Regions from separate parts of the Mus musculus genome. Here regions 2, 3, 4, 5, 6 and 7 are each linked to region 1. A link is a contact called in public ChIA-PET, Hi-C, HiCAR-type, HiChIP or PLAC-seq and Micro-C data. All regions are on one chromosome and are shown on one strand. The core of a region is the stretch at or near the end of the contact, and the rest is flanking DNA. Distances in the headings are between cores, read along the strand shown.

Evidence for each region. A called contact is a pair of places that touch in the nucleus more often than the background predicts. ChIA-PET counts read pairs in DNA pulled down with a chosen protein or histone mark. HiCAR-type assays count read pairs that join an accessible place to other places. HiChIP or PLAC-seq counts read pairs in DNA pulled down with a chosen protein or histone mark.
Region 2: a contact with region 1 is called in an RNA polymerase II ChIA-PET map of memory CD8 T cells, with 6 read pairs. The contact joins the enhancer-like site here to the promoter of Dusp4 in region 1. A contact is called at or near these places in 1 of 39 promoter capture datasets (pre-B cells), 3 of 115 datasets of contacts at active chromatin or transcription factors (memory CD8 T cells, pancreatic cancer cells and trophoblast stem cells) and 1 of 9 other capture datasets (liver).
Region 3: an H3K27ac HiChIP or PLAC-seq map of embryonic stem cells shows a contact between it and region 1, with 5 times the contacts expected there. The contact joins the enhancer-like site here to the promoter of Dusp4 in region 1. A contact is called at or near these places in 1 of 39 promoter capture datasets (liver), 3 of 484 Hi-C or Micro-C datasets (embryonic stem cells and natural killer cells) and 6 of 115 datasets of contacts at active chromatin or transcription factors (astrocytes, embryonic stem cells, extraembryonic endoderm stem cells and 1 more).
Region 4: a Hi-C map of Sertoli cells shows a contact between it and region 1, with 5 times the contacts expected there. The contact joins the enhancer-like site here to the promoter of Dusp4 in region 1. A contact is called at or near these places in 1 of 39 promoter capture datasets (pre-B cells), 1 of 484 Hi-C or Micro-C datasets (Sertoli cells), 2 of 115 datasets of contacts at active chromatin or transcription factors (cardiomyocytes and craniofacial prominence) and 1 of 9 other capture datasets (embryonic stem cells).
Region 5: a contact with region 1 is called in a HiCAR-type map of embryonic stem cells, with 7 times the contacts expected there. The contact joins the enhancer-like site here to the promoter of Dusp4 in region 1. A contact is called at or near these places in 1 of 39 promoter capture datasets (liver), 1 of 484 Hi-C or Micro-C datasets (embryonic stem cells), 4 of 115 datasets of contacts at active chromatin or transcription factors (embryonic stem cells and stem cell-derived neural progenitor cells) and 1 of 9 other capture datasets (embryonic stem cells).
Region 6: a Micro-C map of embryonic stem cells shows a contact between it and region 1, with 5 times the contacts expected there. The contact joins the enhancer-like site here to the promoter of Dusp4 in region 1. A contact is called at or near these places in 2 of 39 promoter capture datasets (the 3T3-L1 cell line and liver), 3 of 484 Hi-C or Micro-C datasets (the G1E-ER4 cell line and embryonic stem cells), 10 of 115 datasets of contacts at active chromatin or transcription factors (embryonic forebrain, embryonic stem cells, epiblast stem cells and 3 more) and 1 of 9 other capture datasets (liver).
Region 7: a contact with region 1 is called in an H3K27ac HiChIP or PLAC-seq map of embryonic stem cells, with 11 times the contacts expected there. The contact joins the promoter of Dctn6 here to the promoter of Dusp4 in region 1. A contact is called at or near these places in 14 of 39 promoter capture datasets (the 3T3-L1 cell line, the HPC-7 cell line, cranial neural crest and 6 more), 5 of 15 datasets of contacts at CTCF or cohesin (the NIH/3T3 cell line, embryonic stem cells, pro-B cells and 1 more), 14 of 484 Hi-C or Micro-C datasets (the C10 cell line, CD4 T cells, LSK cells and 10 more), 38 of 115 datasets of contacts at active chromatin or transcription factors (DN3 thymocytes, the NIH/3T3 cell line, T-cell acute lymphoblastic leukemia and 27 more) and 5 of 9 other capture datasets (adipose tissue, embryonic stem cells, liver and 2 more).

What each region holds. Positions count from the first base shown.
Region 1 is chr8:34,806,248-34,809,037 of GRCm38.p6, forward strand. Dusp4 (dual specificity phosphatase 4) reads left to right here and starts at 1,363. Exons shown (of 4, transcript NM_176933.4): 1 at 1,363-1,926. The coding sequence starts at 1,482.
Region 2 is chr8:33,895,797-33,898,586 of GRCm38.p6, forward strand. The region is part of intron 1 of Rbpms (RNA binding protein gene with multiple splicing); the gene reads right to left. Among named protein-coding and RNA genes, the nearest start is that of Gm51528, 27 kb to the right of the region's middle. Within about 2 kb of position 1,390, at least 116 of the 459 cell types and tissues checked have an H3K27ac peak or open chromatin away from gene starts, as enhancers often do. A contact at or near this core is called in memory CD8 T cells, pancreatic cancer cells and pre-B cells, where this site is marked.
Region 3 is chr8:33,912,889-33,915,678 of GRCm38.p6, forward strand. All of the region lies in intron 1 of Rbpms (RNA binding protein gene with multiple splicing), which reads right to left. Among named protein-coding and RNA genes, the nearest start is that of Gm51528, 9.5 kb to the right of the region's middle. Within about 2 kb of position 1,428, at least 73 of the 459 cell types and tissues checked have an H3K27ac peak or open chromatin away from gene starts, as enhancers often do. A contact at or near this core is called in embryonic stem cells, extraembryonic endoderm stem cells and pancreatic cancer cells, where this site is marked.
Region 4 is chr8:35,703,629-35,706,418 of GRCm38.p6, forward strand. No RefSeq gene overlaps it. Among named protein-coding and RNA genes, the nearest start is that of 1700015I17Rik, 14 kb to the right of the region's middle. Within about 2 kb of position 1,368, at least 27 of the 459 cell types and tissues checked have an H3K27ac peak or open chromatin away from gene starts, as enhancers often do. A contact at or near this core is called in Sertoli cells, where this site is marked.
Region 5 is chr8:33,956,881-33,959,670 of GRCm38.p6, forward strand. No RefSeq gene overlaps it. Among named protein-coding and RNA genes, the nearest start is that of Gm33588, 5.9 kb to the right of the region's middle. Within about 2 kb of position 1,326, at least 14 of the 459 cell types and tissues checked have an H3K27ac peak or open chromatin away from gene starts, as enhancers often do. A contact at or near this core is called in embryonic stem cells, where this site is marked.
Region 6 is chr8:34,079,007-34,081,796 of GRCm38.p6, forward strand. No RefSeq gene overlaps it. Among named protein-coding and RNA genes, the nearest start is that of Gm40486, 25 kb to the left of the region's middle. Within about 2 kb of position 1,380, at least 28 of the 459 cell types and tissues checked have an H3K27ac peak or open chromatin away from gene starts, as enhancers often do. A contact at or near this core is called in embryonic stem cells, where this site is marked.
Region 7 is chr8:34,107,266-34,110,055 of GRCm38.p6, forward strand. It overlaps Dctn6 (dynactin 6), which reads right to left and starts at 1,447. Exons shown (of 7, transcript NM_011722.4): 1 at 1,154-1,447. The coding sequence starts at 1,176. It also overlaps a transcript of Mboat4 not described here.

The DNA.
Region 1 (2,790 bases), core at 113-2,612:
GGGATGCGGAAACTCGAATCGTCTCCTAGCTTATTACATTTGCTTTTATAAAAGGTCATTCTTCCCATGGGCACTTTTCAGCATCTTTTCCTTCGTACCAAATGTAGACCTTAACCGTCATTTCCTTAGAGGACGTTGCGTGTGAGGAGGGAAGCGAGGACTCCCACCAAAGAGGAAAACCTCCGGGTATTCCCCCCCCCCCCCCCCATGGTTAAAAAAGCAGGTTTTAGGAAGCTTGGGCCCGAGTGCCTCCCATTCTCTTGCACGGGCACAGCATTCGGCCAATTAACGCCCCCCTCTGGGTTGTAAAGTAACAAACCCCTCCACCTCTCTTTTGTTATTGGGCTTCGGCGCGAGGGCCTTCCCTTTCATCTTTCTAAATCTGCGTTGGCCCAGGTTCCGCGGGAAGCTATAAACCAGATGTAATAGCTCGGGATGGAAATCGATCACGCTAATGTATAAACTAAGTCCGGGGAATCGCATGGAAAAAAACAAAGACAAAACACAACCGGCCGGGCACGAAGAACGAGATTAAGTCCGGCGAGGAGAGGTCCCCAAGCCCTACGGGGTGGCAGCCGCACAGTGTCAGGTTTCTCGGAGCTGCAGGAGCGAGACCTCGAAGACTGGGGAGGCCGGGGGGGTGGGGGGGAGCGCAGGGGTGAAGACCTCCACACGGAGAGCCCAGGCCTCAGTAAGGCCCCGCGTCGCCACCCGCAACGATCTCTACCAGGATCGCCGCGCTCCGGGGCTGAGGAAGGACAGGGCACCGCGCCGCGGCTCCATTCACAAAGTCCCCGAGCCGCCGGCTCGCGGGCGGGTCGGAGGCTGCCTCCTTTTCTTCCTCTAGGTCTCCGTTTTATGAATGGGCCTGGCAGCCAGCACCGAGCGCCCTGTTTACTCCTCTCTTTGTGACGTCGAGTCCCCGTGACTGGGTGCGAGGGGGCCGGCGCTCCATTCACGAGCCGGGGTGGGGGCGGGGCGGGAAGCTTGCGTTGGGGGCGGGGCCTGGCGAGGTAGTAATGACTCTTCCCTCCCCCGGGAGAGCCGGCGAGCATTAATAAATCTCTAAGCCAGAGGAGGAAACTCTGGCTGGGGCAGTGCGTGCAGCTCCGGCGGTGCAGCGGTGGGGGAAACGGCGGAGCCCACGGCAGAAGCAGCCCTAGCTAGCAAAACACACCAGAGGCGACAAACCGAGAGGAGCCCTCTCTCGTAAACACACTCCCCTGCTCGATCGCTTGCCCCGGGTGCCGCGCGCCCGCCAGCTTTGGCGCCAGAGAAGGCTGGGACTGCTATGTAACGTTGAGGCTGCGGGAGGTGGAAGCAGGGGTGTTAGAGGGAGAAGAGCCTGGGGCCAAGTTTGCGGGTCACTTCTGCAGGCGCCCTCTTAGCCCTCGCCTGGTTCCTTCTTGTTAGCCTAGCTGGCTCCGGTGCCCTTGGCCTTCTCCAGCTAGCTCCCCAGCTTACTGCGTTTTGCCGGCGACATGGTGACGATGGAGGAACTGCGGGAGATGGACTGCAGCGTGCTCAAAAGGCTGATGAACCGGGATGAGAACGGCGGCGGCGGCAGCGCGGGCGGCAACGGCAGCGGCAGCCACGGCGCCTTGGGGCTGCTGAGCGGCGGCAAGTGCCTGCTGCTGGACTGCAGGCCGTTTCTGGCTCACAGCGCGGGCTACATCCGAGGCTCGGTGAACGTGCGCTGCAATACCATCGTGCGGCGGAGGGCCAAGGGCTCCGTGAGCCTGGAGCAGATCCTGCCCGCCGAGGAAGAGGTGCGTGCCCGCCTGCGCTCTGGCCTCTACTCGGCTGTCATCGTCTACGACGAGCGCAGCCCGCGCGCCGAGAGTCTCCGGGAGGACAGCACGGTGTCGCTGGTCGTGCAGGCGTTGCGCCGGAACGCGGAGCGCACGGACATCTGCCTGCTTAAAGGTAAACGTGGGTGCCCGGGAGAGCGAGGTGGGAGGGTAGGTAGTGTAAGGGACTTGGCGGCCTGAGCCCTGCTGGGCATTGGGAGGAAAGTACCCGAGTGACTACGGGGTGCTGGAGTCCCCTTCCTCGCGTGTCTTTGTGCGTGTCAGTGTGAACGGTTTTGCTGTGGTTTGGAGCCTGAGTCCCGGGGAGGCCGTGCTGGCGCGTTTCCCCAATCACCTGCAATCCGCACGCGTCTTGGAGTTTCCGTGTTTGTTTACGCGAACGGTTCTGGCCTGGATGCTGGCAGCGGTTCCTCTGCGCAGCCCAGCTTCAAGTACTGAGAACGCGCTCTTAGGTCCCACGGGGACGAGAGAGGCCTGGTTCGGTATAACCCCGGGAACCCTAGAGGGGGGTGAAGGAAGGTGAATGCTAGGGTAGGAGCTGTCTCAGGAGTTCATACACATCGGTCAATGAGGAAAGGAGAATTGGGGTGCAGACCTGGGGAGCTATCTCTTTTTTTCCCCGCTGCCTAAACTCAGAGCTTTCTTGGATGGCGGCCAACCCCCACTTGCCCCGGTCTAAGGGAGGCTGAAGTGCTGTATTTGGGGGGGTGGGGGGACACCAGGCACAACCGCGCCTGCTCCTGCTAATCCCGGGAGCAGAGAGTTACCACCTTTTGTTCACACATCATTCTCGACTCTGCCAGCGGCGCGTGCCTGGTTCGAGCGAACCCTGGCGTAGGAAATTAGGTGGCCGGAGAGAGGGTGGCTTGTCACATTGAGAAGTCAGACACCCCAAAAGGATCGCGCAGTATCTCAGACGTTGGCAAAGGGGAGGGACCGCTCGCCGCACCTGCCAGCTCGCTCGGTGTGCCGGCCACCG
Region 2 (2,790 bases), core at 140-2,639, 910 kb before region 1:
ACTATTATTCTTTTCTCACAAACAGAGAGGCTAAAAGCTACCAGGCGCATGTCTAGAAACTCAGCTTAGGGGCACATCTTCAATTCCCAGCACCCAGCAGCTCACAACTGTCTGTAACCGCTGCTCCAGAAAATCCCATGAGCCCTCTGCTGGTCACCGTGAGCACTGCATGCATGTATGTGGCACACAGACACATAAAATCCACCCAGCCAGGGAGTACAGCTAACTACAGGCACACCTAGTTAGGAGTCTAAACCAATCAGACACTTTAGGTAACTGGTTTAAATGAGGTTTCCCGTTTCATAAAAGTTGGGATTATAGACTGATTTCTAACAGTCTTCATTTTACAGCCCAGTCCTTTTCCAAACAGTAACACGGAAGTGGCTTCCCACTCCTGACTTCATTATTCAAGTTCTATCGGGGTCTGAGCTTTATACTTAGTGATGTAACTGGAACCCAACTGTAAATCATACTGTCACACCTAACAACTAGCCTCAAAGAAACGAAGTAGCTTCCCTCTTTCAGACACGGCTTCGCTCTCCCCAGTTTGATAGCTGCAGTAACCTATGGCCTGAACCGATTAAATGGAAAATTCCAGAAATAAACAAGCCGTAAATTTGACTTGCATTCTGTTCTGAGTCTCATGAGGAAATCTCGCTCAGGATGTGAATCACCCCTCTGTCCATCCAGCACTGTCTACAAACCCCACTTTCATCGGACAGCCGCCTCAACTATTTCAACAGTCAGGTCACCGTGACGCTTGCTCCACTCTAACTTAATGACCCCCCAAGTACAAAAAGAGGTATGCCTGAGAAGCCACAGCATCCTTTTCCAGCACAGGGATAAACATTTTAGATGTCTTTCATAATTGTTGTCGGTGATCTTATTCTACTTGTAAAACAGCGATTGTTGTTAAACTGCTTGAAGTATAAATTTAACCAGTAAGTCCTGGGGCTAGCGATGCTCAGTGGTTAAGAGGACACATGCTCTTTTTCAGGCAGATCTCTGAATCTGAGGCCAGCCTGGTCTGTAAAGCAAGTTCCACAACAGCCAAGCTAGAGTGAGATGGGAAATAGGGGGAGAGGGCTAGGGAAATAGGAGCTAGTGAAGGAGGAAGGAAGCAAGACCTCTTCCGAGGACATGTTGGGTTTCCAGTACCAGTCAGCCACTATAGAACTGCTTGTCACTCCAACTTCAGGGACATCTAATGCTCTCTTCAGCGGCACACATGCACAAAATATTGGGGGGTAGAGCTTGAGTGCGGTGTCCTATATAAGCAAGCCCAACTTTTCCTGGTTCGCTGGCTTCCCTCACTAGATCCAAACAGTGGTCAGTACCACTGTACCTCCAAAACTGAGATAGAAAAATAAGCTTGTTTTCTTTGTATTACTCATCTTCCAGGCTCATATTCAACCAAGAAAGGAAAAACTAATACAACAGGCACTACCTGGCATCCCAGCTATCCACTTGAGTGTGTGTGGGGTGGGGGGTGGGGGGGTGTCTTAGGATATATACTTCCTGTGGGTAAGGGAGGCAATAGCTGATAAGCGGAAGCCAGACAGGAAGCTGGGTGTGTCAAACCAAAACTGAAGGACTCAAAGGTAGACTACAGAAATTTTTTTTTTTTTTTTTTTTTTGGTTTTTCGAGACAGGGCTTCTCTGTATAGCCCTGGCTTTCCTGGAACTCACTCTGTAGACCAGGCTGGCCTCAAACTCAGAAATCCGCCTGCCTCTGCCTCCCGGGTGCTGGGATTAAAGGCGTGTGCCACCATGCCCGGCAGAGACTACAGAAATCTTGACTGCATTCTCTGATTAGATTCCTTAAAAACTATTAATGTGTGCTTTTCTCCCCTCCGTCCCACCCCCCAGCATCTTCTCTCTTCCCAACTGATTCGATAGCTTGTCTCAGAAAAATCTAAGCTAACCTTTACTTCTCCAGGAAAGTCCTTCACCCTCCGACGTATCCCACTGATTCTTTGGTCACGGTGGACGCGACATATAAGCAGAAATGAGAAACAGTAAGATGGGGAAAAAAGGGAGCAAAGAAGCAGGAACACAGGGGAAGTGGCCTTTTGTGCCACAGTGGATGGCCCCACCGCACTGAGAAAGGCAGGCCTAACTCCTGCTTCTCCTTTCCACACCAGGCCTCACCAGGTCCTCTCAGAGGTAGCTAGGCAACCAGGACCCATGTGTACACACACACACACACACACACACACACACACACACACACACACACACACACCAGGCCAGACAGGTCTTCAAACAAACAGAGAACTGTTAACCTATAAATACCCACAAGGTGATGGAAACAGATAAGGGGCAAGCGTTTCAGTTGTCTAAGTCTAGATCTCCAACAGTGGAAAATAAAGCCCAGGAGACACTGCTAGGAAGGGAAGTGGTCACGGAGCCCGGGCTTGATTCTGTGCCTGCAGGAACCAGCTGGAGAAGCTGGGACGCTTCAAGGCAGGGGCGACCCCAGCATGGATTCTGTAGGATACACTTTACTGCTCGACGCCCTGGAGCCGGATCCCCTGGAGCCGGATCCCGGTCCTCCTGCTTGGATGGCTGAGAGGAACAGGACTCCGTAACGTCCTGTAACTAGAAGGCATCTGCTCAATGGATAGAACCCCGTGCTTTGCTCACTTCTGGAGCGCAAACGGCAGATCTAAACAAATACCTACTGAAAACACAACCTTAATCACCACTGAAGATGAAACTCTAGGGGTGTGCACCCCAGGAAGACTGAGCCTAGGGCCTTGCCAGAGAAGAGCTTTCCTGGGGAACTAC
Region 3 (2,790 bases), core at 178-2,677, 890 kb before region 1:
GTCTATGCAGAGTGCTCCTCCTCAGCCTTCCCCTGTCTATGCAGAGTGCTCCTCCTCAGCCTTCCCCTGTCTATGCAGAGAGTGCTCCTCCCAGCCTTCCCCAGTCTATGCAGAAAGTGCTCCTCCCAGCCTTCCCCTGTCTATGCAGAGAGTGCTCCTCCCAGCCTTCCCCAGTCTATGCAGAAAGTGCTCTTTTTTTCACATCAAAGTCAACAGATGACTCAGCTCTGTCCAACAGTGACCCATGGTATTACAAAAGGCACAGGCAACCTTTGTTAGCCAGATTTCTCCGGCTGTAATAGAACACCAGACCTAAAACAACCTGAGGAGCAAAGGGTTAGAGCATAGCTTTAGTCAGAAAGGAAGGCTGGTCGGTGGGGGGCTGAAATTCAGGTAGAACCCTGGAGGCAGGCTGATTATTGACTTGCCTCCCATCCCCCATCCCTACCCCACCCCACCCCCAACCCCTGCTTTTTCAGCCTCAATTTCTAATACCAGCCAGGACTACCTGCTGGAAGGTCCCCAGTGGTCCAGGCCCTCCCAGGTCAACCATTAATCAAGAAATGGCCACAGCCAGTCCTGTCCTGTTGGGGCTCTTCTTCCCAGCTAATCCAGTTTTTGACTACAAGCCAGGATTTTCAGGAACAAACAGTTGGGAGGACAGTTAATGGTTAAAACATTATGGACGGAGAGCCCAGTGGTCAAGCGCGCCAAAACAAAACAAGAACAAACGCTGACTTCTCTGCAGAAATTAGAGGCTCACTGCATAGCCCCAAGTTGTAACCACTTCAATTCTTCCTCCTCTGAAAATCTGTCTTCTTTTTAAGACTCACAATCAGCTGGGTGGATGCAGGACGAGGATCAAATGTCAACAGACACACTTCTGTTAGGTCCAATGGAGCACTCCAAAATGGCAGTGATGGTCACGCTGCTTTAGGCCCAATAAACTGAAAAACTGTTACCAGGCAAACGACCCTAAAGGTGAGTTTTTGTTCACCAGGAAACTCTGCCCTTCATCCACCCCAAAGGTCAAGTACCCTGGGCAAAGGCATCTAGTTCTGGGTCAATCTGAACAGCTCAAAGATGCTGGCCCTGTGACCGCCATATAAAATCTGCTAGCTTTTCCACCATATTCCTCTTCCGTTGCCCCTCCCTCCAGTCTTGCCAGTTTGCAGGTTTATTTGCAATAAACTTTTCTTTCTACCCCGGAGTGGTCTGGTTTGACGGTTTTGCTGCGTCCTCGCTTACAACGTGCCCTACCTAACAGTTTTTAAAAAGTACTAAGGCCTGGGTGCTGGGTTTCAGACCCCGGACAAGTGAGGAGATGCTTATCGGGCTTCCGGGTTCTCCCAGCATCCCTCAGTCCCCACCTGTTCCAGGGCGTGGCTGGCCATACCCCGCCCTCTACCCAGAACTTCCCAATCCAGGGATAGGCTTCCTCTCCCCCAGAGGCTCTTCAAGACTCTCCAGACATTTGGGCGGGTCTCCACTCCCCATCTCCTAGCGCCTCCGGCCTTTTCTGTCTCCCAATCCGACAGGAACTTCTCTGACCTCATGCTGGGAGATCAGCGGGAACCCTCCCTTTAGGTACTTTCAATTCAGCTTGAATTGGCTATTTTGTGGGTGGAGAAATCCTATCGCGGGGGTTACAGTTTGATGGGATGAACGCCTGCTTTTTTAATCAATCCCTCACACAACATTAAAAAAAAAAAAAAAAAAAAACGGGAACAGAAAAGATGAGCGTTAAGCCCGCCTTTGATCCCAGCACCCAGACGGCAGATCTCTGAATTCAAGGCCAGCCTGGTCTACAAAACAAGTTCCAGGACAGGACACAGGGAAACCGGATCTCAAGGAAGGAACAAACAAAAGAACAATAAGAAAACGACAGAAATATATCAATATTTTAGATACCGGGTTTTTCATTATGAATAACTTTCCCCTATTAGCTGAATTCCAATGTTTGGGTTCTTTTAACAGCTGGGTCGGTCTCACATCTAAAATACAGAGGTTCCCAGCACATTTAGCATACAAATAAAACCCTTTAGAACTGGGGACTGAATGGCTGCTTTAACCTTATCTCTGCATCAAGTTCACTGCTTGATGCCTGGGTGTAAATACTCTACATCCCTCCACCCCCACACAGGGGCTGTGCACAAAACATTTATCAGCTAGCCTTCTGGATGTAGCACTTAAAAAGAAAACAAAGAACCCTAAAAAAAAGTGCTTCACAAAGATATTTGTCCTTTTCAGCTGAAAACTAGAAGAAAACCACAAATCTACTTTGGGGGGAGGGAGTGTGTTTCTAGTTATTAAATGAGATTTCTACTCCTTAAAAAGATGTAGGAGGAGGGGCTGGAGAGATGTCTCAGGTTAAGAGCACTGACAGCTCTTCCAGAGGTCCTGAGTTCAACTCCAGCAACCACATGGTAGCCCATAACCATCTGTAATTCATACAATTCCCTTTTCTGGTGTGTATAAAGGCAGCTACACTGTACTCATATACAAAAAATGAATAAATATCTTTTTTAAAAAAGATGCACTGGGAAGTTTATTACTGCAAGTCAGCAAAAATTTGTAAGGGGGGAAAAAATCCTGATAAGACCTAACTACTTAGTCAGTAATATAGAGGGGGTAACATTCAAACATTGGGTGTGGACACTTCTTCATTGTGCGTCTAATATCTGAAATCCGCTGATTAAAACTGTTTTGTTGTTGGCTTAAAGACACCTCCCACTGTGGGACAGACAGTCTAGACGAAGGAAAAAGATCTGCTTTTATTTATGCACAGAC
Region 4 (2,790 bases), core at 118-2,617, 900 kb after region 1:
TGGAGATAGGAGTGTGCCAAAGGGGCCATGACCCACAGGTTGAGAACCGCTGTCTAGCCAACTAGGTGGATGGCGCACAAAGAAAGACAGGTTAAAGCTGCTGCCCTTGACCAACTCTGGAGACATGACCTTAGAATCCACGAGCGGCAATATTGATAGAAACACAGAAGGAAACATTGTTGAAGAGAACAGTCGTTTGCCAGCTAGTAGCTGAGGAATGGTGGGATTAGAAAGCCATTATCATAACCAGCCAAGCCGGCCTGGGGGTGGCAAGAGCAGGTGAAACCCTTTGAAGAGGAAAGAAACATTGTATCTAGTTCATCCGCTGTAGTGTTTAACTGCCAAGGGTGAAGAAGCAGTTAGTGCAGGAGAACAGATGTCCAGATACCACCTTAAAAGATTAAATTTACACCACCAGATGCAGCTCATGTCCTTCAACAGGAGGCCGTAAGGAAAAGCATGACATCACCCCTGTGTTATTTCTCACACAGGGAGAGTAACAGGAATCCAGTCAGGAGGGAAGCTGAAAACACGCAACTCTGACACCAAGTGTTTGATCTGAAGTCTTTAAACTGTCAAGCCCAGAATGAAATGTCCTAGGCAACTATCTGGCGGGACCAGAGTGTGTGTGTGTGGATAGGTGAGCATATGTATAGTTAGGTATGTCATGTGTGTGACAGGGAGGCAATTGATTACATTAGCTATGTCCTGTGGGTCGAATGCTAGCATAGCATTAACTTTAAGTTTCTGATTTTGGAAAATTGAATGTAGCTGTGGTTAAGCGGGGTCTGGTTTTCAGAAAGGAAGGATCAAGTATTCAATTTATAGGCAACCGGGTCGGATGATGATAATGATGATGATGTGTGTGTCTATATGTGCATTTGTGTGTGTGTGTGAGAGAGGGGTCGGGGGAGCAAGGGCAATATAAATGAAACACAATGCTGATATTTAGAAGCTCTGGGCAAGTAGCGTTATTATTTATTTTCAAAACAATTTTGCAACTTTTCTGTCTCTTTGAAATCCTTTCAAAATAAATGGTGGCAATAGTGATAAGAAAGGCAAAAAAAAAAAAGACACACAAAGAAGTGATTGCATGTTGGCAAAGATGTTCATAGTGTTTACATCTGAACTGTGGGCTGTATGCAACTCAAAAACTCCACTTAAAATTAATCCTCCTTATGCTCTTATGATTTACACCTCCTCAGCCATAAACATGGATTTAGCTTTCTAATGTCCATTCGCTTACATTACCCAAGCTCCCCCAGGGGCTGTGGCTCTAGATCTGCCTGTGTCACTCACTGTCCCTGACTCTTCTGTCATCCTACTGCATGCACAGATATACCCTGCCGGGCTCCACCAGCAGCTGCGTGGGAGCCAAAATAGTTCCCAATGAGATAGTGACTGTAAGACAGCTGTAGCCTCAAGTGACTTGGAATGTCACATGCTTGTCCCCAAGTGCTGAGTGTACCATGTGACAGGAGGAATTCTAAAAATGGCTGGGTATGCAGTCTGGTATAGAAGCCCTGAGAACTCCAGGGCCAGAGTGTGGATTTGTGTGTGTACAATAAGATGGCACTAGATTTAAAACACGTAATGTTTATTACAGATCGATGGAACACCTCTGTTCGTGCTTGAGTGCTCTGGGAAACCACTCTTTTCCTTTTAGTTTGGTTTGCACATGAGCAGGGGTGTGTTTGTGTGTGTGTGTGTATACGTGTTTGTGTGTCTGCACATGCACACCCGTGTATGCATACATGTGCATACACAAGCACATAATGTGTGCACACGTGCACATACATATGTGTCTGTGCTTGTGCAGTGCATATATGTGTGTGCATGCAGTTTGTGCTTCAACTTATTTTATTTATTTGCCTTTTGTTTGTCTGTTTGTGAGAAAGAGACAGAGTTGGAAAAGGAGGCCCAAGTTGACCTGAACTTGTGACCCTGTCTCATTCTTCCGGAACACGGAGCCTGCATGTGTGTGTAACTACACTAGAAGGGCACTTGTGCAGTCAGTGTTGGGTAGAGATAAAAGAAACCAGCCATGTGGCACTGGCCTCATGGGGCCATTGGGACCAATGAGTCAGCTCTGCGTGGCAGTTGGAGTGAGATTACTTCATTCTGAGCTTGAACGGTGGGGTGGTGAGGTGGGTTGGCCATTGCCGGCAAAGTTATCTCTAAGCTTTCTAATGCCTACTGCCATTCAGAAATGAGATTAGAGGCAGGCTGATATTTCTTTTGGTCTCAAGACAGAATATTACTTAACACAGGATCCTGTCTCTCACCAGTTTCTTGTATAACCCAGGCTGGCCTGTAATGCACTAGAACATCCTTGAACTTCTGATCTTCTTGAGATCTGAGATCGCAGGTCATACCGCCACATCTGGTTTATATGGCTCTAGGGTGCAAATGCAGCGTTCATGTTTGCCGTGCCCTAACCACAGAGCCACAATCCCAGCCTAACTTTCCCCAGGTTTTCTAGAACTTGCTTTTCAGCAGGCATTTTGAATTTTGCATCAATCATAACCCACACCTAATTTGACAGGCTTTTTGTGACTCAAAGGCACTTTCTGTTTGACCTTGTTTGACGAGTCCCACGAGAGACTCTCTGCCCTTTTCCTTTCTTTCTTCCTGCTTCTGTGAGGGGCCATTTCTTGAATTTCTTTTTGAAGGCTGGCCTATTCTATGCTGAGACATATCTCTGAGCCCTCGTTTGACAAGTCAAGACTGTGAGGTTACAGGAACCCATTTTCTGAACAACCCCCATGCCTCAGGGACCTTAAGAATTGT
Region 5 (2,790 bases), core at 76-2,575, 850 kb before region 1:
AAAGCCACTGTGTTAGTTACTCTTTGTTACTGTAACAAAACACACCTCGACCAAACGTGACTTATGGAAGGATTTGTCTCGGCTTCAATAAACTGAGAAGGGGAGTCTGCAAGGGTGAGGGAGGCAGGCATGGCTGCCACATGCAGCCAGAGTGGGAAGCTGAGAGGTCTCGTTCCCAAACCTTCTATCTCTCACGTTATTGAGACAGGTTTATATTCTATAGTCCTGGTTGGACCCTGTTTCTAAAAAGGAAAACTCAAAGAAACTAAGAAGGTACTTAGGACGGAATGGGAGGGGGAAATGACAAATCACAGTAATTGAGATGCTGCCGATGCCACGAAGAGACAAATTTGTACCTCTAAGTGCACAAGTCAGAAATGAGCAGAGTCAGCTGGTCAGGGGCTTCGGTGGGGATGGCTCCTGCTGCCAAACCCGAGGTCCTGAGTTCCGTACCAAGGTCCACGGAGGAAGGATAGAACCAGCTCCCAAAAGCTGCCCTCTGACCTCCACACATGAGGACAGCATGCATGCAATAAATAACGTGATAAAAAATGAAAAGGCAAAGAAATGATTAGCGAGGCACACCCTTGACTGCAGTTCCCACTTCAAGAAACGAGCTAAGTCAAAAGTAGACCACAAGGAAACGTGGAAGTAATAAAGAAGACAACCAGCCCTGTTGATAGATAGCATCTGTGGTTGTTCCCCTCCCAACCCATGGCTGGATCCTTATCACGGGGGAAAAAGATCAGACAAATTCCACGAGAGAAAGCCTATAAAATTCCGGACCATCACTCCTTAAAAACAAAGTCTGAGAACCACTCAGAGCCAAGAACCTCGGGATTCACAGCCACTGTGATGTGGTGTCCCAGGTAGGAAAAAAGTGGGGGAAATTCAAATGAAGTTCAGGCTCGAGACAGTCCCGATGTGTTGCCGTGGTGTAGGAACTAAGTGTAGCATCGTCTGAGCCCTGGATATTAGAGACGCCAGAGTATATGAAAACTCTCAGGCATTTTCACATCAACTGCTTTGAATATTTTACATCCCATCCTCCTGAAAAACAAAACAACAGGAACCAGGTTCTTCATGCTCAGTTAGTTTAATTCGAGAATCCTATGAGACAGGTCAGGTCAAGAGACTCAACACCAGCTTCACACAGTCTCTTCGAGGAAACAGAAGGAGAGCCTCAGGTTCACTCAGGTCAGACTCAGCACCACTCCGATACCCAAACCAGAGACAGAGGCTACCAAAAAGAACACCAGAAAGCCGGGTGGTAGTGGTGCACGCCTTTAATCCTACCACTCAGGAGGCAGAGCCAGGCAAAGCTCTGAGTTCAAGGCCAGCCTGGTCTACAGAGAGAGAGAGTTCTAGGGCAGCAAGGGCTACACAGGGAAAGTCTATCTCAATAACAAAACAAAACAAACAGACAAACACCAAAACAAACAAACAAAACAGAAAACAAAAATCTGGGAAACAGAGGTAGACGGAGTTCTTTCTTAGAGATCAGCCAGGTCAGCCAGGGCTACATACACTGTTTCAAAAATGAGGAGTGGGAGGAGGAAGGGGAGGAGGAGGGGGAGGAAGCTCTGCTTCCTAAAACGAACAAAGGAGATGTACAGTCTCCCTCTTTCCCATTCCTTGCGTTTCTCCTAGTTCAAAGCCTCAGTGGCGACGCCAGGGGAGATCTGCAGACTTAGGACATGCCAGCCTCTGGCTGACTGCCTCTGAAGACTGGGCAGAGCCTCAGACTACGCTGGGATGCACTCCCCAGCCTCCTGCAGCACTGGCCTCCCACCCGGGGCTGAGGCAGGTATCTGTCCTTGGGTGTGTGTCCTTGATCCTTGTGGCGGTGGTGGTAGGGGGAGGCAAGAGGTGCAGGCCATGCTGTGCCTACAAAAAGATCTACAAAAGTCCTTTTGCAGACCTTTACTTAGGTGAATCTGGGATAGTTCAGGAAAAGAACTTCAGAAGAGCAAGAGCCCAGCACCCACATACAAGAAGAGTATGGCCGCACGCGCCTATGATCCCTGGGTTGCTGGGCAGCGTTAGACTGATCGTAGGGAGCACACTGTCCAACCAGCTTAAAAACGGCAAGCTCCAGGCTTAGTGAGAGACCTTGCCTCAAAAAATAAGGTGGAAGGGCTGTAGAGAGGTCTCCGGGGTAAAAAGCATTTGTTGGCGTTCTCAACAAGCTTAGGTCCTGTTTGGCTCATAAACAGCCATTCACAACTCCAGTTCCCGAGGGGATGACGCCCTCTTCTGACCTCCTCGGGTACTGCATGCGCAGTATACTAGTATATATACACATACTCCCACAGATCAAATAAATCAAATAGAAATGGAATCTCAAGTAAAAAAAAAAATTTTTTTTTTTTTTGGTGTTTTTGAGACAGGGTTTCTCTGTATAGTCCTGGCTGTCCTGGAACTCACTTTGTAGACCAGGCTGGCCACGAACTCAGAAATCCGCCTGCCTCTGCCTCCCAAGTGCTGGGATTAAAGGCGTGCGCCACCACGCCCGGCTCAAGTAAAATTTTTATAAAGGTAGGAATAGAAGACATTTGAAGTCCTCTAACCTCTGTGCACACGCACAAGCGCAGGCACACACAATGATGAGTATTCTATAACAGTAAAATGATCCAATTCAAGGCAAGGAAGGAGACCAGGGAGGTTGCCATGGGAAAGAGTAGAAGAATTTGCATGCACAGAGAGAGGGAAAATGTAGAGAGGCGGAAGAGAGAAGAGGAAAAAATGTCTGGAGTATATAGGGAAGAGCCTCCGGGGGAGGGGAGCCCA
Region 6 (2,790 bases), core at 130-2,629, 730 kb before region 1:
GCAACAAAAGTGGTTAACACAGGATAATTACTAGGGAAAAGGAAACATCTTCAAGAGAGAAGTTGGATGCAGGGGTGAGCTGGACTGAGTATCAGAGAAGAGGAGGAAGTGTGAAAGAAAGTTTGCTAGTGGCTGCCTATTATGTAGCGTTCCGGTATACCCGAGAGACAATATGCTCTTTTGTTTTGTTTTGTTTTGTTTTTTGTTTTCATAAAAATACTTTCAGGTATCTTATTAGGCAAGGGGGGGCAGTTGCTGGGCTGGAGAGATGGCTCAGTGGTTAAGAGCAACAACTGCTCTTCCAGAGGTCCTGAGTTCAATTTCCAGCAACCACCTGGTGGCTCACAACCATCTGTAATGGGATCTGCTGCCCTCTTCTGGTCTGAAGAGAGCAATGGTGTGCTCATATACATAGAATAAATAAATAAATCTTTTTTTAAAAAGGCAGTTGCTGAAGGATTCTGGCAGAAGACGGAAAGTAGGAATGATGGGTTGGCATACGAAAAGAAATCAAGTCTGGGAGTGGAGATAGAGAGTCCTGCTGGGGTTTTCTAAGGTCTCTAATGATGCCACCCACGTCAACCACTGTTCGCTGTGAAGACTGGGACTCACATTCTAAACACCCCCAACTTGGCCACGTCTAGTTCATTCAGATGCAAGAAGCTGAGTTGAGCTGTCAGCTAACAGGATGTAGTGATGGACTGTTGGGAAGACTGGCAGAGAGGCAGGTGTGGATGTCAGGAGAGAGCCCAGCAGGAGAGCCATACTATAGGTAATTAGCATTTAAACTCGAGGCAGAGGTAACACCCAGGATGCCAAGCCAAGGAGAGCAAGTACTTAGGGAGCTCGCTGCTGAGAGCGGGTGGCAGTGGCATTTGAAGTAGGAAGGGAAGGAAAGAGCTAAGCAGAGGCTGGAAGCTGCCTTATGATTGGTCAGGCTGAGAAAAGTTGCAAAGGAAACCAGGTGAAAATCCCAAGGGGATGGAGTCATTTGGGAGCAAAGAGAGGGTATGTCAACATCAGGAGCGCGCAGCACATGGCTTAGTTACATCCGGGGTCTTTCTGCCTCCACGTACCAACTTTAAAACATCCAGACCCCACTTGGCTGACTATCGGTTCATAACTCAAGGCTCTAGAGAGACCACTTCTTGACCTCCAGGGTCTCATGCGTCCTGGGTCAGAAGGTAAATCGAGTAGGATGTTCTCTAATCCTTCCTGCTCATCCCTTGGATCAGAGCTTCTGGACCATGAACCAATACCTCTCTTTGCTGCTCTGCGCTGAGGAAAATATCCGTGTGCCGGCTTTTCTGAGCGTCGCTTTGATCTCACTCTAGAGACATTCCGGCGGGTGGGGGTGGGGAAAAATCTGCTGCTCTTTCGCTGAAAGATTGGGTGCAGGGCTGATTGATGAAGGTCACGACCTTAGGACCAAAGCCCTCTTCTTGACATCATAAGAATCCAGCCCGCTGTCAACCATTTACAATCTTGCCTCCCTCATGGCGAAACACTTTTACAAACTACCACGTGCGAAATGAATATTTGGCTTTATTAAAGGAATAAGCAATCATGTGTAACAGGGTTTAAACTGAAGGCGAGCCAGTATCGAGCCTCCAGATCTAACCCTTGTCACTTAGTTGCTTGATATGAGGCGACTTCAAAACTCAACAGTGTCCGTAGTACAGAGAATAAATAGCCTTACTGGGTGGTCTTGATGGGAGAGAATGTGAGATTGCGCATGCTCAGAACACTGGTGCCCGCCTAACCTCTTTCCTAACGTCGCAGCTCTTCAGTACCTTGTCCAAAACACATCTTCGAGGAGGTGGCCTTGAGACAGGCTCTATCTCCACACTTGGTCACCTAATGGATAAATTCTCTTTTGCCAAACTTGTTTTCTTGACTGACGTAGTCTGAGGCAGGCGAACAAGATTACCATGACTTCATTTGCCAGCAGTGACATCACCGGGAGAACCATGTGTATTCCAGTTCTACCCCTGTGAGTACTAGTAGCTTTTTACCACGTCTGTCAATTCTTATGATTATTAACTCTGAAGGATTTTATTGTTGTTGTTGGGTTGTGTTTGTTTGTTTTGAATTCTATGTATGTGTGGCTCGTGTGTGCTGATTCAGAACGTCTTCCTGGATGGTCTAGTTAGCTGGCTTCCTCCTAAGTGCTGGGTTTATAGGTGAGCCACCTAGCATGTCCATGGGTGCTAGAGACTCTGAACTCCCCTCCTCATTCTTGCCCAGCGAGTACTTTACCCACTGAGCCATCTCCTCCAGAGATTTTGAATGCCAGAATCTAGGAATGAGGAAGGAGGCTGGAGGATTTAACAGTGAGGTAGCGGATCTACAAATACGCCATTTTCTCGACTTTTCTATTATTCATGATCACAGCACAACTCTGTGTGTGTGTGTGATTAGTTTTAATGTTTCTTTTCTGGCTAAATACACATTCCAACAGGCATGAAGTAGATTTTAGAGATGAATATGACTAAAGCCAAAAATAAATCTAAGAAATTAAGTTCATTGGGTTGATTAGGACCAAATGCTGGTAGGCACCGAACACACACACACACACACACACACACACACACACCTGCCTGCCTCCCTCCTTCTTAACTCCACCCACAGGTGTGTGGGTTGAGGACCAATCCTGGGGCTTCTTACAAGCTACCTCTGTAAGAGCTACACTGCTACCTCAGAGCAATATGCCCAGCCTGATTTTTCCTTTTTGTTTGAAGACACAGTCTAACTAAGTAGCCCAGGCTAGACTTGAACACTTACCCTGTA
Region 7 (2,790 bases), core at 197-2,696, 700 kb before region 1:
TCACATATACTTTTAAATGCTTAACAAAACAGCTTTGGATTTTATTTCTTAACAGTATTCTAACTGTTCTGTCTTGCTTTCTGTCGCTGTGATAAAGACCATGACCAAATGCAGCGTGGGGAGGAGACGGTTTATTCGCCTTACACTTCCTGCTCACCATGCCCAGGGAGCTCAGGGCAGGAACTATGACTGCTTACTGGCCCACTTGCTAAGTAGCTTTCTTAAATGGCCCAGGCCTACCCGACTGGAGATGGCTCTGCCCACAGTGGGATGGGCCTTCCCATCTCAATCACAGATCAAGACACTCACCCCGACATGGACGATCCTTCAATTGAGGTTCCCTCTTCCCAGATGACTCTAAGTTGTTTCAAGCTGACAGTTAGAACTCATCAGGACACTAACCCTAGAATTTCTACAGACCATCAAATGATAATGCATACCACAAAGTTCTTAGAGCAAAGTTTATTCCTGGGGCGTCACTGTTCTGACACCAGTATTCTCGATTCTGAGCCGAAAGTTGCCCAGAAACACCCTGTCTCTCTAGATCTTTGTCCTGTGATAACTGAATGCTTGCTTCCGGGGCGATCCACGCCCTCTTCTGGCTTGAGAGACAACATTCACACGCACACACCTTAACACCGATACATGCATATACATACAGCTGTATATGTATATGTATATCTCAAGACATTAATCCCAGGACAAAGGAGGCAACGGCAAATGAATCCCTATGCTTTTCTGTTATCCATGCGGTCTCTTTCCACCAACGGCTCTCACTGGTGAAGACTGTGACAGGAAAAGCCATAGTTGCCGGCCCTGGGCTCTCAGGCACTGACATAAGGATGACAGCATCAGTGTCTTCTTCCAGGCCTCCCTCTTCCTGATCAGAGGCAGGGCCGACGGTGCAGCCACCGCTGAGCAGCCTTCTCGCCCGCACAACCTCCCTCAGCCTCCCTGAGTCCCCCACGCAGCCCCAATGGAGTCTGCGCAGGCGTGCTGGGATGGGTGGGGGTCACGGAACAAACCCTCTCCGCCCCCACACCCCACGGACGCCAGGTATGGGATTATGGAGCCATCCACCTATACACCGTCTCAGTGCCCCCACGCCGCGACCAGAAACGGGTTCTGCCCCTGCGGAGGTGTTAACACGTACCTCTTTTGCGTCTTCTCCGCCATCGTCAAGCCCGGGTCTCAGGAAGAGCTGAGATCGATTTTTGCAGCCTGGCTAGAGCGATGATCTCTGCATGGGATTGCAGAGCCTGGCACGGCCTGGGAGAGGCGGGGCCTGAGAGACCCGCCTTCTGCTTTCCAGGTTCGCGCTTGCGTGCTGAGGATGGTTTGCTTTTCGGGGTTGGCTTGGCTTGCTTCGCTTCTGCCTCCTGGAAAGTCGTTTTTTCCACTTGACAGTGTTTACCAAGTCTATCCTAACCCCATCAGCCCTGATCCTTATCGTTAAGTTCACTCTACGTTTAACTTCCTCCCTAAGCCTGTCAAAATCTCTTTTGAACATCAAATCCAGTTTTTAAACGTCTCTTTACAAGCGCGCGCGTGCGCGCGTATGCGTGTGTATGTGTGTGTGCTTGGCTCTTCTGAGGCTTTGTCATCTCACGCTATTAAACTTTGAAGAAACCAAGCTGTCTTTCCATCTCCCAACTACTGCTACGTAGGACCCAGGTGGCATAATAAGGATTCATTCTGAGAAGCAAAACCAGCAGGAGATATGAATTACGAGGGTTTTGTTAGGAATTAGTTAGGGATCTGCTGTGCAAGTTCGAAACCCGTAGATCAAGCTGGGACTTTTTCATTTGGAAGGCCAAGCTGCTACCCACAGGTGGAATTTCTTCTTTTCAGGGGGGAAGTTTCAGTGTTGCTCTGAACCCTTTAAACTGATTGAATCTGGCCCACTCCTGGTTATCCGGGACAATCTGTTTCTTAATTAAGCAATTTCTAGTCACACCAAGAAATATCTTAAAGGGGGTGTGTTGGGGCTGTTGGCTCAGTTGGTACAGTGCTTGCTTAGCATGCATGAAGTCCAGAGTTCATTCCAGAGAGTCACACGAAACTGGCCATGGCAGAACCCACCCATAAACCCAGCCCAGGAAGGATCACAAATTCAAGGTCACCCTTGGTTACTCAGAGTTATGGCTCCTGCCATTTTCCTGGTTTTTATAGTGGTTGTTGTATTGTTTTAACAGTTTTTCTAGTGTGGTTTATTCTTTTTTATGATTTCTCAGAGGGACTTGTTTCTCTCTTCAATCTGAAAGATTCCTTCAGGTCTTCTGTAGACCTGGCTTAGTGGTAATGTGTTCTTTGAGTCTGGTTTTGTTTGTTTGTTTGTTTGTTTGTTTTTGGTTTTTGAGACAGGGTTTCTCTGTATAGCCCTGGCTATCCTGGAACTAACTCTGTAGACCAGGCTGGTCTCGAACTCAGAAATCTACCTGTCTCTGCCTCCGGAGTGCTGGGATCAAAGGCGTGCGCCACCACTGCCCAGCTTTGAGTCTGTTTTTGCAGTAGAAAGTGTTTATTTTTCCTTTAGCTAGAACACGTAGGTTTAGTGGGTGCAGTACCAGAGTACTTTCAGACTTTGAAATACATCATTGTGAGCTCTTGCAAGACGTTTAAAGTTTCAGCTGAACAGCCTACCTTCATTCAGAGGGACACACCTGTTCAGGTGATGTGGTGTGGTGATGCTCTCTTGCACTTTAAATACACTTTTTTTTTTCTTTTATGGTCCTCCATGTTAGTGTTTTAAATACAGTATGACAGGGGAGGTTCTTTTCTGGTCTTCCT